2 separate regions of the Triticum aestivum genome follow, and region 2 is linked to region 1. A link is a contact called in public Hi-C data. All regions are on one chromosome and are shown on one strand. The core of a region is the stretch at or near the end of the contact, and the rest is flanking DNA. Distances in the headings are between cores, read along the strand shown.

Region 1 (4,128 bases), core at 300-2,799:
ACACTGCTTCAGTACCCCCTGCACAATTTGTCTGACCACTTGTCTGACTACCATTGCCTTGGCCTGTCGTTGTGACCCGTGCTTACCGCACGCCTCAACGCTATCACCGCGTCGAGCCTCTGCTATCCTGGTCGAGTCTCCCGGGTAGCTAGCCCACACTGCCTCAACCCCCACTGCAGAGAACCATTGATCATCACCGACCGATGTCGAGTATCACGTCTCCATCAGACCACTGGTACCCAGTCTGAACCACGTGTCTCTCGCCTTCCTGCTGAAATAGGCTACGATTCTCCAGATCCTTACGTCGTAGACCCTCCATCAGCACAGAGTGAAGCCGTCCATTAGACTCCAACTCCACCTTCAACATGAATCCATGTAGCTGGCCGGGCTACCCTGCGCCCGGGCCGTTGACTCCAAGCTCTTATGTGGGCACTACCTTGAATCAACCCAGCGCCATAGTCTTGTCGAAACCGCACAAGCCCTTAGGCATGCATCACGTGTTTCCACGCCCCAGAAGTCGGACACCATCAACATCACACTCCTATGTCGTCGTCGCTGAAATCACCACCATCTTCTGTTTTGACCGACATCCATGTCAATCCATCAGATTGTCAAGTCTGACCCAACCGAAATTATCCGACTGCAATCATGCTCCACCCTGCGTCGTGTCCGTCCTGCACATCTCCATGCCTTGCTTAATGCCATGTGTATGCATGATTTTGCCACAACGCACTCCAGACTCCTCTGAGCCTTATACGCACGTCGCCTTCTCTGACCGCATGCACTTCATCTTGATCAACTTGGCTTCCTGCTACCCCTTCACGTATACCTAATTCTCCAGCAGATTATTCCTGTATATCTCTAGTGCAATACTTGAATATATAGCATAACCTGCCAAGTGAATCGATCACTTATGAATTTGCAGCTCCGCGTCATAATCCTGCTGCCATCATGTACACAATCCATGCCCAAAACAAAGAGCCAAAAGATAGCCTTATAGATATCCAAAACATGCGTACACTTACCAAAGAGACATGTACGAACTCCATCATCCATGACGCCTGGGTCTATACTCCCGTCCTTTTCCTTTGTTTTCTCCGACACATCCAATTGATACGATGGCCTGCATTGTTTTAAAAAAATCCCAACAAAAACTCATGTCAATCTGCTGCACACAACTCCAGCATGCACGCACGAGCCAGCCGAATTAGGACCTCGCCGCGTATTGCGCCCGAGCTGGCTCCTGGGTCAAGCTCCCCTGGTCCGCCGTCGCTCCCTCACTGGCCGAGCTGCGCTTGGGCAAGACTCATGTTGCGCTGTTACGTGGCCCTGCCTGGGCAAGACTCATGTCACTGGTGGCTGCACCGCTCGCCTGGGCGTCCACATCACGCACCCTGCTCTGGTTTTGATCGGAACCAATCCGATCAGACCTGCTGCTTGCGTAATCCTCCGCGCCGCCGCCGAGATCACCTGGTGCAAATTGATTTGCCTTCCGCTTCCGATCCCTTCTTGTACTCGCCGACTTCTGCTGCTTCAGAAAATTCCATCGATCGTCCTGGCTTTCCGTCCACTACCAACGAGATCGCTCCTGGTCGCCTGACAAACCACGTATCTCTGTTCCTAATGAACGACTTGGTGAATAGTCTGCGCAGTTTAATTTCGCTGTTTTTTTCATCATCCTCCCACCTTTGATTTTTTTTCATCATCCTCCCAACTCCGTTAACTCGCAACCCTCAAAAACCACCCCCACGCACGAACCACTCCCCTCCCTCTCCTCGCGCAAGCATCCTCTCCTCGTACCCTCGCAGCAGCTAGGGTTCCTGCGCCGCCGCCACGACCAGCCCAACGTCCTCCGGATCGTCGCCGCCCCTCTCCGGATCGCCGCCATCACCGCCGCGGATCGCCACCTTCGCCGTCGGAATCGCTGCCAACGTCTCGTCGCCCCGGATCACCGCCGTCGCCGGGCCATGGCGGTGGAGGTCGACAGCACCTGGAAGCGCGGGGCGGCGGCCTTCCTGGACGACCCCTTCGAGGTGCTGCAGGCGAAGCGGGGCCGGTGCTCACCGTCCGCCACCGCGGCCTCGGTTGCCGACCTCGGCATCAACATGCAGTTCGACCCCGTCGAGGCGCTCCAGTCCGTCTTCCCCGGCGCCGATCCGCAGGTACCCCCGCCGCCGCTCCGCACCTCTTTCTTTCATTCTTTCGGTTGATTGGTAGGTCGTGCGCAGACGTGTAGTAGAGCCCGCCGATTCAGTTCATCACAAGAACCATGCGAACTTGGTTACACCGCAAGAAAGATTGTGCCTTGAATCTTGAAACAAAATTTCTGTTGTCGATTCATATCCCCTTTCTTGAATTAGAATAGACTAAGAGTTCAGAGATTGATATCCATTTATTGCTGATACAAATAATCTTTATTTAGTTTACAAACATGTAATGAAATCTACACTACGAATAAGAAGACTGAAGGGTGTGCGGCAGCCCATGGCGGGCAAGGCGTGCTGCAGTGGGGTTATGGCAGCATTATGGTCATGAGAGAGCTAGCATGCTCATTGGTATAAATTAGTTACCCTCATGTGGGGTTATTTTTTATTCTAAGTATTAACATGCCTTCAAAATAATTCTGTAATAGGTATATAATTGCAGGTTGTTGTGTGAGCTGCACCTAAACTGTGAACTGAAACTGCAATGAATTACTTGAAACTTGGTGTCTTTATATTTGCCCCATTTGTTGAGGTTCAGTTTCACTAAAATGGACAGACCATGAGCTCCTTTAGGAACTTGTTGGGAAATGTCGCTTGTGTGGAGAGACTGAAATCTACACTACGAATAAGAAGACTGAAGGGTGTGCGGCAGCCCATGGCGGGCAAGGCGTGCTGCAGTGGGGTTATGGCAGCATTATGGTCATGAGAGAGCTAGCATGCTCATTGGTATAAATTAGTTACCCTCATGTGGGGTTATTTTTTATTCTAAGTATTAACATGCCTTCAAAATAATTCTTCAATAGGTATATAATTGCAGGTTGTTGTGTGAGCTGCACCTAAACTGAGAACTGAAACTGCAATGAATTACTTGAAACTTGGTGTCTTTATATTTGCCCCATTTGTTGAGGTTCAGTTTCACTAAAATGGACAGACCATGAGCTCCTTTAGGAACTTGTTGGGAAATGTCGCTTGTGTGGAGAGGCTGGAAATACGAAGACAAGTATGTGTTTGATTATTGTGAAGCTATTTAACATATTAGTGGTGTCAACGAGGGTAAGTCCAGGTTCCACATGTCAAGCTATATCAGTTTTTTCGCAAAGAAATTTCTCTTTATACAACAAGACAATACTTATTTGTGATTTTGCATGCCGTCGTGGAATTCTAGCGAACATGTCAATTTGTTCGTGATTTCGGACATACAGTATTTGGGTCCCTTGCTTGAGGAGACGTTGATAAGTTACTTCAGATATACATATGGACCGAACTAAATATGTATTTAGATATTATAAAAGTGTGTGTTGTCTTGCAATAGTTTTAACCCACTCAACTGTATTATAAATGTGCAAAAAAAAAAAAATCTGGCCCGGTGGCAAAGCAGAGTATTTAGCTAGGTGAGCTATAGACCAGGAGCTGGTGGGTGGCAGGGCAAGCACGCCGCTTCTCCTATCTGTCTCCAGAGAGGCGCGTGCGTCGAAAAATAAACATATCTGAGCCATGCGCCTTGCTTCTACTGGTTTCTATAGAGATTGGATCGCTTAGATTTTAGACTAGGCAGTTGCTATCGAGGTCGCCAAGGTGATCCTACAGCACTGTCATGGGGATTGTTCGTGATTCTATCTGGACAAGCGGTGGTGGTGATTGGCTGGGTGGTGGTGTTGCCTTGGGGAGAGACAAAGTGAAGGTAAAAGCAAGCAAGATCCGATGGTGCTGCCATGAGGATAGCCAAAGTCAAGACGTCGACTACAGACTCGTCGCAACAAACCTGGACGCTACGAGCCTGATTCATGGACCAATGGAGGGTCTTGACGCTGTTAGGGTTGGGAAAGGATGAATGTGGAGGGTGACATGCTTGGTTGAGTACCCCCTGGAAGATTGTGTCCTCCCCGTGGATCTGTCTGTGGCCATCGTAGAGGAGATTGTGGCC
Region 2 (4,691 bases), core at 1,543-4,042, 520 kb after region 1:
AACCATTTTGACGAAAGGAAAGATGCGTGTCTTGAACAAGCAGCGACCGATCAAGTAGGTTGGGATCGCGACAATATGTGTCATGGGCAATCGTAGAAACGTCCATTTTGAGGAAAGGAAAGATGTGTGCCTTGAACAAGCAGTGACCTATCAAGTAGGTTGGGATCGCGACAATATGTGTCATGGGCGATCGTAGAAACGTCCATTTTGAGGAAAGGAAAGATGTGTGTCGTGAACAAGCGGCGACCGATCAAGTAGGTTGGGATCACGACAATACATGTCATGGCGGTCGCAGAAATGACCATTTTGAGGAAAAGAAACATGTGTACCTTGAACAAGCGGCGACCGATCAAGTAGGTTGGGATCGGCAGAAACACGTGTCTTAACTCACAATGACAACAAAATGGTCATTTTGAAGAAATCTATATGTGACTCAAACAAGTGGCGGCCAGTCAACTAGTTATTATCGGCAAAAATGCATGTCAGGGCAGGGGCAGAAACAATCACTAAAAGCAACACGTGTCCAACAAGCGGCAACCGTATAAGTAGACCAAGGCTGGCTCTCGAACCTCGGGAAATTCCCTCAAAAGTAAGAATGGAAAACTGAATGGAGCAAGTAGTCACGCAATTGGCGTGACGGACAGTGGCGGAGGGCCAGGGGACCATGGCCCCCACGAACAATTTTCAAAGTCTATTTTCTAGTGCAACGTTTGTCCATCATACTAATTTTGGTGTAGCGTAGTCTATATTTTTTTCTAGCCATTGCAATGTTGCTCATGGTTGCCGCCATTGGTGACCCTAGAGCGCTCGGCTAATTTTCAGGCCGAAATTACTATGCACACAACAATGCGCTGGACGATTCTCAGACGGCCTGGTGATCGATGGCTGCGCCCCACATGAACTCAACTGATCGATGGCTGGTATAGCTTGTCGTTCACAGATCGGGCACAATCCATCGTGTGTGTAGCAGTCCTCTTTTCAGGCGACTTACAAATAGACGACTCATTTGCAAATGATTCTGACCATCTTTTCCAGCAGCTGGGTAATCGTATGGCACCAAAAAAGGAGCGAAGGAAACAAGGACCGCGCAACCTGGTGCGACCCATCACGGCCAGCACATCCTGGTTCAGCCCCCACAAACGCCATGCCCAGCTACGTCCTCCGTATAAACTTGCAGCCTGCTGCCCCATGGTTAATTTTTTTTTTTGAACTTAAAGTCTTGGTCATAAATATTCTCTCTGAAATGGCAGTTCAACCGTGACAAAATAGTCCATCCACATCGAAAAAATAATAATGAAGAAATAAGAACAAGAAGGATGAGGGAAAAAAAGTGTTCCTTTGACCTTTTTAATGGGTGCATGCATGTGATGTGAGTGAGGGGTGCCTTTTTTTTTTCCAGGCTATAGATTTGATTTGATGAGTTAATTAGCAGCACATATGCACTCCTTTGACCTTCTCCCCATGGAAACATGCATCCATCCCTTTTTATCCCCTTTTCTTTTGAACTCATATCCAAGATCCTCTCTGCCTCATTCCCTCTCATGTGTGTGAACTTTGTGGGATACTTCCTTCATCTCATAATATAAGAGCATTTTTTTGCGGGTGAATATAAGAGCATTTTGACACTACAGTAATGTCAAAAACGCTCTTATATACACTATACTAGTGTCAACTTATATACATTACACTAGTGTTAAAAACGCTTTTATATTATGGGATAAAGGGAGCAGTAACTATTCTCTTTTCATTTGAACTAGCAAAACGTCATATATTATATTTAGGAGCAGAGTCTAGTACTAGTGATGAGGAGGATTAAATTAGGTGGCCATCCTTTTCTGCAAACAGAGGCGGCCACCACCGCTATAAAAAGATGCTCTCTTTCTTTTCAGTTTTCACCCATGGCAGGTGAGGTGGGAGTGAGGAAGAAGGGGGAAGTGAACTGACCCGAGCGAGGTCGAGGGAGCACGCATAGCCCTGCACCTGCACCTGCAGCAGCCAGCAGCAGCCAGCAGCAGTCCACACCACCACAAGCCAGTGACAACAATCAGGATTGGTAGGAGCCCATCCCCGCCTTGCTGGCCCTGACCTCCCCCCCTCCTCTCCCCCCTCTCGCTCTTCATTTAATGGCTTCTCTGTCCCCTCGGTCTTCTGCCTCCGCTCGCTCACCTGGGTACTAGCGGTAGTAGTAGCACTAGGCTGGGGCTGGGTGCGGCATCCGAAGAGAGTCGAGAGAGAGGTAGAGACCGCTGCCTCTGAGCTGTTCCTTCCACCTCCAGCGAGTGTTCCAGAGATTGGGCACATCAATATAGCTAGCTACCTAGCTACGGCGAGGAGGGAGGGGGGAGAGTTTTTCTTTTCTTTTTGTCAAGCTCCATGCTTGCTTGGCTGGTCGGTTGATTCTCTTTGATCCTCGAGCGCGGCCGCCGGTCCTGTCCAGTCCAGTCCACCCAATCCTCGCTGTTCGTGCGCCCAAGCTCGTGCCCGCCCGCGCCAGATCTGAGCAGATTCCAAGAATCCCAGCACCAACCCGGCGGGGAGTTCTTGGACTTGGACAGATAGAGAGGGGAAAAAAAGGTGAGGGAACTTGCGTCTTTCTTTCTCTCGATCTGATTCGGCGCTCTGCGCCGGGCGATTCTGGGTGCCGGGGATTGACGCGGTTTCTTGGTTGATTGATTGATTGATCGATCCTTGGCTGCGATCCGGCTGCTCTGAGAGTAATTTTGATCTGACCCGTATTGATGATTCTGCTTGGCTGCAGGCGAGGACGGCGGTGGAGGTACGGAGGCCGGGCATGCCGGCGAGGAGCTGCGGGGAGAGGGCGTGATGGCGGCGGTGATGGACTACTTCAGGTCGTGCTGGGGCGCGCGGTCCCGGGCCGGGCGGCGGGGCAAGAAGGGCTCCGACGCCGCCGGCCGCCAGGACGGGCTGCTGTGGTACAATGACGCCGGCCAGGCGGTCACCGGCGACTTCTCCATGGCGGTAGTGCAGGCCAACAGCCTGCTGGAGGACCAGAGCCAGGTGGAGTCCGGCTCGCTCTCCATGGCCGACCCCGGCCCGCAGGGCACCTTCGTCGGCGTCTATGACGGCCATGGCGGCCCGGAGACCTCCCGCTTCATCAATGACAACATGTTCCACCATCTCAGAAGTAAGCCCCATCTCAAGAAAAATCCCCATCTCCTAATTTCTGCAACCAAAAAGAAGCAAGAAAATCTCCTGACAACTTTTGCTCTGTTACTATGTTGATCAGTTGTTGCGTTTTTGTGAGCATGATTGTGATAATCATGCTGATTTTTCTCATAAAAAAAGCCAAGGGCTATGATAGTTTTGGTACTCATTGCTGTAACATCAGAACAAGAAGAAAATATTGCAGGTTCAGTAGACTTATTTCTAAGCTTGCATCACACATGGCGTGGTCACCGGCAGCGAGCTAGTATTATATCTCACAAAGAATAAATTCATCTCTTCCAGCTGCGTATGTCTTCTGTTGATGGTGACATTGTTCTGCTACTCATTTGTTTTCTGTTTCTGGGGGCTGTTTCTTACTCATTGTTAGCCTTGTTAGTGTCAGTGTATGATAAACAATCTCCTTTTCCAGGATTTGCAACCGAGCACAAGTGCATGTCGGCCGATGTGATCCGGAAAGCCTTCCAAGCAACCGAGGACGGTTTCCTTTCTGTAGTCAGCAAGGAATGGTCTATGAAGCCTCAGATCGCGGCAGTGGGCTCTTGCTGCCTGGTCGGCGTAATTTGCTCCGGGACTCTCTACATCGCAAACGCGGGCGACTCGCGTGCTGTTCTCGGAAGGCTCGTCAAGGCGACCGGTCAGGTTGTGGCCATGCAGTTATCGGCGGAGCACAACGCGTGCTACGAGGAAGTTAGGCAGGAGCTACAGTCATCACACCCTCATGATCCACAAATTGTGGTTCTGAAACACAACGTTTGGCGTGTGAAGGGCCTCATCCAGGTAACCGAAATTCTGTACCGCGAGACGCATAAGACCACTGTGAGATTTAGACCTGCCTAGATAATTATTAATTTGTTGTTAGAAGTCTTCGCGGCAGTGACATCATCTGTCCATCTCATCACAATTCCACTTCTTTTTTTCGTTCCGGAGTATGGATAATTACTTCTGCATCTGCGCTGTTTGTTTCAAGTTAGGTATTAGGTAAGTCAATCGTTCTCAGAGCTAAAGTGCCTGCACTAAATATGGTTGCATCATCATAATATAACATGCTTTTCGTATATCCAAAAATAAATGTGTGGTAAGATTTGGTGCTGTATAATTGCCGTCTTTATGACTGGGGCCTCTTGTCCTCCCATATGACTATGCTAGATTGATGTTCATGCTTTCTGTATAATGGAAGCGTGCCAGCAAGAGGCAGGAGGAAGTGATGCATTCTGAAGTCATCCATGGTTATCGTCATTTTCACGCTTAACTTTTGAGCTAATCAACACCATCAGTTGCTGCAACTCGGGATTTTCATCATGACATATTATTACTTTGTGTACACAACTGTCTATAGGCTCCTGTAAATTTTCTCTTCTGGATTATATATACTGGTATACATACAGTTGGGGTGCTCTACTACTGTTTTTCTTCAATTGTAACTTATGAGGTGAGATGATATTCTGCAGATATCAAGATCTATCGGAGATGTATATCTGAAAAGACCAGAGTATAACAGATCACCT

The links. A called contact is a pair of places that touch in the nucleus more often than the background predicts.
Region 2: a contact with region 1 is called in a Hi-C map of leaf, with 3 times the contacts expected there. The contact joins the promoter of LOC123093683 here to the promoter of LOC123093682 in region 1. A contact is called at or near these places in 3 of 5 Hi-C or Micro-C datasets (all in leaf).

Annotation. Positions count from the first base shown.
Region 1 is chr4B:625,675,289-625,679,416 of IWGSC CS RefSeq v2.1, forward strand. LOC123093682 (pullulanase 1, chloroplastic-like) reads left to right here and starts at 1,550. Exons shown (of 5, transcript XR_006445492.1): 1 at 1,550-2,162.
Region 2 is chr4B:626,192,553-626,197,243 of IWGSC CS RefSeq v2.1, forward strand. It overlaps LOC123093683 (probable protein phosphatase 2C 28), which reads left to right and starts at 2,793. Exons shown (of 4, transcript XM_044515694.1): 1 at 2,793-3,145; 2 at 3,596-3,963; 3 at 4,635-4,691. The coding sequence starts at 2,824.